Regions from separate parts of the Gossypium hirsutum genome. Here region 1 is linked to region 2. The links are chromatin contacts, called in public Hi-C maps. All regions are on one chromosome and are shown on one strand. The core of a region is the stretch at or near the end of the contact, and the rest is flanking DNA. Distances in the headings are between cores, read along the strand shown. Region 1 holds the start of LOC121219495 (6-phosphogluconate dehydrogenase, decarboxylating 1). Region 2 has its middle 12 kb from the start of LOC107954833.

Region 1 (2,807 bases), core at 87-2,586, 130 kb before region 2:
CCCTCCTTATTTATTATTTTCTTTTTATTCCCCTTCAACTCACTTTTTTATTTAATAAACAAGCCATCAACTTATTTTTGTAGTTAAATAAGCTCTTAATCTATGATTTTTACTCATAAAAGCCCTTTATGTTATTATTAAAGTATATATATTTTACCTAAAATAAAGCTATTTAAAAAGTATAAACTAATTCGCATTTTATGTATTATTTTGATAATTTGATGAGAATAGTTTATTTAAAAATTTACTAAATAGAGTTATTAAGAATATATAAATAATTATAATTTATTTTTTCTATTTGGGTTACATTTATGGGTGATCAGTTTTATTATTACTTCTGGTTTTTCAATAAGGCATGTCTGGTATTTCTATTAATTTTTTAATTAAATCTAATATTAGTTAAGTGATAATTAAGATACTTAGAATTCTAATTAAGTAATAACTCTATTTTAATTTAATAAACTATTCTCATTTAATAATTCTATTTTAATTTAATAAACTATTCTCATTTAATAACTCTATTTTCATTTAAAATATAAAATTTACTGAAATATAAAATTTGTTGATTCGTAATATCTTAAGAGACTAAAAATAGTCTAACATGTTTATGTTATAAGTCTATTAAGAATATATTAAATTTATAAATAGATAAAATAGTTTATGTTTCCGTTATTTTTTTCCTTTTGATTTAATATTAGATAAGGGAATATATTAAATTCAGAGGATTAAAATTAAAATAGTTTAATTTAATTTTTTAAATTAAAATAGAGTTATTAAATGAGAATAGTTTATTACATTAAAATAGAGTTATTAAATTAAACTATTTTAATTTTATAAATTTAATATATTCCCTTAACTAATATTAAATCAAAAGGAAATAAATAATGGAAACATAAACTATTTTATCTATAAACATAAACTATTAAATTTAATAAATTAAAATAGAGTTATTAAATAAAAAAGTGAGTTGAAGGGGAATAAAAAGAAAATAATAAATAAAGAGGGCTTAGAAGGCAATTAGCCATATTTCAATTTTAGTGCGCACAGCATCAATTAACTTTCAAATTTTAAAATGGTAAATTTGCATGTCAGGTCCTTAAAACTACCCTTAACTAACATTTTAGTCCATTGGCACCCTTGGTGCCGCCAATGTGATTGGCCTGATCAGGCTGTGTCAGGTTTTTTTTTCTGTTTTTTGTTTTTTTGGTATATTTTGATAAATAAAATTTTTTTTATAATATTTTGATAAATAAAAAAAAGTTATAATATTTTAGTTTTTTTTATTTTTTTATAATAATTTTGTAAAAATCCCCTATAACTCAAAAACTAGAAATTAGACATAAAGTAGGCCAGTGGGGAGCCCTTCCACCTACTACAATATCAACGGCGATGCCAAAATTTGACCATTTTAGGATTTTTCTTTTCTTATATATTTACTCAAATTCTATCTACCCATTTGTCTATTTTCCTCAAAAACCCAAATCTTTGATTTCCTTCTATAAAAAAGAAGAAGAAAAAAACTGAGGAAAGAAGGGACTTTTTGAGGTTTGGGTTCTTTTTTCTTATGTTGAATTTCAATAAAGTTTGGAACTTTTGATCTGTTTGTTTGATCCCATCATGTTTTTAGTTTCGAAGATTTGATTTTTGTTGTTAATTAAGCAAAACCAATTGTCTTTCTGGCTTTTACTTGAGAATTCTTATCTGAGTTTGGCTGATATCTGGATTTTGGTTTTCTTTTTTTTCATTGCTAGTTTGGGATTTGAACGAATACGAAATTTATTCAGCTGCTATTAGTTGTGGATTTACAATAGTGTTATGTTATGTATGATCTGAGAAATTTCAGTTTATTTTCATCATCTATTTTACTGGGTTAGTTGATGAGTTTGTAGAACATGGATTCTTTATTTTTTAATTTGAATGAACAAATAGTTTAGTTTACAGAAGTTATAGGTTATGCAAGGTTTACCGGTGATTATATCTAGGGAGATTTTAATTCACTCATTTGTTAAATCTGCTATTAGAGAGGGGTTGTTTTTATTATTATTATTATTATTATTAAAGTTTTCTTATTTGATTCTCACAAACTGTTAGCATTTTCATTCCATTGTTTTTGAATCTGTTAACACTAGACGTAATCTTCTAACTGATTTTTTTTATTATCATAAAACATTAAGCTTTGTATTTAAGTAGAAGATTCCAATTAGCTTCAATGGTTAAGGACTTTGTTAGTTGTACTGTGGACCTGAAACTGATTTCTTTGTTTTGAAGAGAGATGAATTTTCTGAGAGTATGAGGGTGACCTATGATATATGGCTGATCCATTGCACATATATGATTGCTTTTAGTTTCAAGGACATTATATGATCACCGGTGTTATATGTATATATATATACATTTGTATGTATATGTGTGTATATATAATCTATTAGAAGTTGGTTTTCTCATTTTGTAGTTTTCTTTGTCTCTATTGTCAATTTTTATTTTCTTTTGGCTTGTCACTGATTATGATGTGCAAATTTAACAGGAAGAACTATGGCTCCACCTACAAGAATAGGACTTGCTGGTTTGGCTGTTATGGGCCAAAATCTTGCGCTTAACATTGCTGAGAAAGGCTTCCCCATTTCTGTTTACAACAGAACTACCTCCAAAGTCGATGAGACTGTTGAAAGAGCTAAACAGGAAGGGGATCTTCCTTTATTTGGATTCCATGATCCTGAATCTTTTGTTCAGTCGATCCAGAAACCTCGAGTGATAATCATGCTTGTTAAGGCAGGGGCCCCTGTTGACCAGACCATTAAAACTCTCTC
Region 2 (3,024 bases), core at 497-2,996:
TAATGTTAAGTCTTTTATTAGATTTGATGTCACGAGTTAAGTAACACCAACTCATCTCTACTAACATTAGGTCCTTTGTTGAATTTAATGTTACGAGTAAAGTTGGTGACACTAACTCAATTGATTAAATTACTATACCAATTTTTCATATTTTAAAATTAATTTTTTTAATGCATTTTAATACCGTTACTCAAACTATTTCACCCATGGCACCGGCTCAAAATTGAAAAAAGTTTTTTTTTTTTTTAGAGTAAGTTATCACTAATTATTCAATTATTTCTATTACTCTATTTTTAATATTAAAATTTTCTTACAAAGCATGAGATAACATTTTTGATATTTTGATAATATATTAAATAATGCTTTCTAACCTGATGACATTTTAATGTAATATAAATTAGAAAGCTATCGGAGTGCAATTAATATTTTTTTAATCACTTATATTTACCTATTTAAATTTATTTCACTCACAATTTAAACTCTTTTTTTTAATTTCATACATATTGCATATATGTTAGGGTAAAGTACATAAATAGTCATTAAACTATTGCTCGTGTTCTATTTTGGTCATTGAATTTTATTTTTCTGATTTAGTCACTGAACTACTTGAAATCAAAAGTTTTTGGTCATCGAATGTTAACAACCGTTTTAAATTTGACGGAAGTGCTGATGCGGACTTTTTTTATTGGTCTAATAACAAATTTAGCCGTCTAATGTTTACACATTCTATAAATTTGATCCTAAATATAAAAAAAATTCAACAAATTTAGCCATCAATGTTTACAAAATTTGTCATTTTAGTTCAAATTCCAAAATTTTCTATAAATTTAGTCTTTAACATTTACAGAACGACAAATTTTAATTTTTAAAAATTTTATAAGTTAAAAAAAAAACCCAACACCTAAACCTCTATTTCTCCATTGTGCTCGCCTTTACTGTCAATAGAGTTGGCCAAGGATTAGGCTACTCGCCCAATCCTGAAAATCTGCCCAAAATATGGGATGACTTGGACAAATAGACCAAGCTCGAAAAATGGGCTTAGGCAAAATTGCAAGCCTACTTTCTAATTGGGCTAGGCTTTGAATAGAATTTTTGAAACCCAAACTTAACCCAGTCCAGCCCGGATGCATATAAAATATATTATAAATATTATACATTTTATTATAAATTTTAAATATATAAAATCCAACCCAAATCCAAAATATTTTTAATTTAAAGTCCAAACTTATCCTAAACAAAACCCAAAGCCGAACAACTCCTAAAAGTCTAAAACCTCATTTCTAACCAAGAGCTATTTTTCGTAGTTTGCCGTCAAATTCCATAAGGCAGCTCTCTTCTCTGCCATTCTCCTTGGGGAATCCCCGACTTCCTCCCAGTGAAGTCTGTTGGAGGATTTTTAGGTGAAATCAGTAATTAAAATTAGAAAAAGAATAAACAAAGCAAGGCCTAGGTGTAGTTTCCCCCAACTAAAAGGATCCTTTCAATTTATGATGGGAGATGTCAGACATTGGACTGCAATAAAGGCAAATGAAACGGAATTCCTATTTCTGATGTTTGTGCTACCAGAACCAGATATAAGGCATTCCTTTATTTTTGCTCTAGTAATTAATATAAGCTGTTACTTTTCCTTCTAGATGCTGTTTTATACTGTCAAATTACTTATTGTTGGGTGAGGCTGGGATAGGCCCGAATTACCCATATTTAAATAGGGCCGAGCTTGTACAAGATGCCAGGCCCATATTTCTTATTGGGCCTAGGCACAGAAAAACCCTTTGTCTAGCCTCGGTCTGAACCCAACCCACAGACAGCTTTAGCTGTTAGTAAAAAAAATTATTTGCCATCAAGTCCGGCGAAACTTGGATGACTCATTAGATCTGCCACTAGCCACACCTCCTCCATCTTCTTTGTCAACATGTTCATGATTGGATGAAAGATGGTGGCATTCAACCCACCATTTCCCATCATAGTTTGAATCATGCACAACGAATCCTTGATCATTTCGATTTTGTAGAGACGCACAATGAATAAATAAAACGTGTGCTTGCACGTGAGGCCTTTGTCTAAATGAAATAAGGTTTTGACCAAAGGGCCGAGGATCAAGCTAGAGGATTCTGTATTGATGTTGAAGCACCCATCTTTCACATGCTTGAGGAGGTAGCCTACCATTGCCATATATATGTTTCGGCCAGCTTTGTGAACTTGCATGTCATAGTCGGCCGATGTGGACTCGTCAGGTCAAATGGTCTGAGATAGAAAAGAAGCGCGTGAAGAAGTGGAGGATAGATTGGGGATAAGGGGATTGGTTGTTTGGTTTTTGGAGAATCAACTTGTTATTACAAATAAAGGTCGGAGAAATAAAAGTTCGGGTGTTATTTTTTTTAATTTACAAAATTTTTCGTTTTAGAAATGTTGAGCGCTAAGTTTATTGAATTTTATAGAATTTGAACTAAAATGACAAATTTTGTAAACATTGAAGGTTAAATTTGTTTATTTTTTTATAGTTAGGATCAAATTGATAAAATGTGTAAATAATAATGGGCTATATTATTATTGGATTAATAAAAAAAGCCCACGTCAACACTACCATCAAATTTCAAATGGCTGTTGACGGTCGAAGACTAAAAATTTGATTTCGAATAGTTTAATGGTTAAATCAAAAAAATTAAAAGTTCAATGATCAAAATAGAATGCATGCAGTAGTTTAGTGATCATTTCAGTACTTTACCCTATATGTTATTATTAATTTCAATACATATGTGTGATTACTTATTGAACATTATTTTTAAAAACACAGGTTTGATAAAATTACTAATTTTAGTTAACTTGCTTAGTTTATAGCAATGTTCAAGTTATGAATTATGTCAAGATTTGGCTTCTGAATTGTAATTTTTTTTTACTTTAGTATTTGAATTTTTTTTATCTCATTTTGATATTTAAAATATAATATTTTGGTCCAAAAGTTAAGGGTGTTAAAAAATAACCTATAACAAAATGCGATGTTGCCTTTATCCATGTCATTTGTTT

The links. A called contact is a pair of places that touch in the nucleus more often than the background predicts.
Region 1: a Hi-C map of leaf shows a contact between it and region 2, with 1.7 times the contacts expected there. The contact joins the promoter of LOC121219495 here to the enhancer-like site in region 2.

Annotation. Positions count from the first base shown.
Region 1 is chrD07:46,987,645-46,990,451 of Gossypium_hirsutum_v2.1, reverse strand. It overlaps LOC121219495 (6-phosphogluconate dehydrogenase, decarboxylating 1), which reads left to right and starts at 1,336. Exons shown (of 2, transcript XM_041097764.1): 1 at 1,336-1,545; 2 at 2,525-2,807. The coding sequence starts at 2,533.
Region 2 is chrD07:46,858,328-46,861,351 of Gossypium_hirsutum_v2.1, reverse strand. No RefSeq gene overlaps it. Among protein-coding and RNA genes, the nearest start is that of LOC107954833, 12 kb to the right of the region's middle. Within about 2 kb of position 1,746, at least 7 of the 9 cell types and tissues checked have an H3K27ac peak or open chromatin away from gene starts, as enhancers often do. A contact at or near this core is called in leaf, where this site is marked.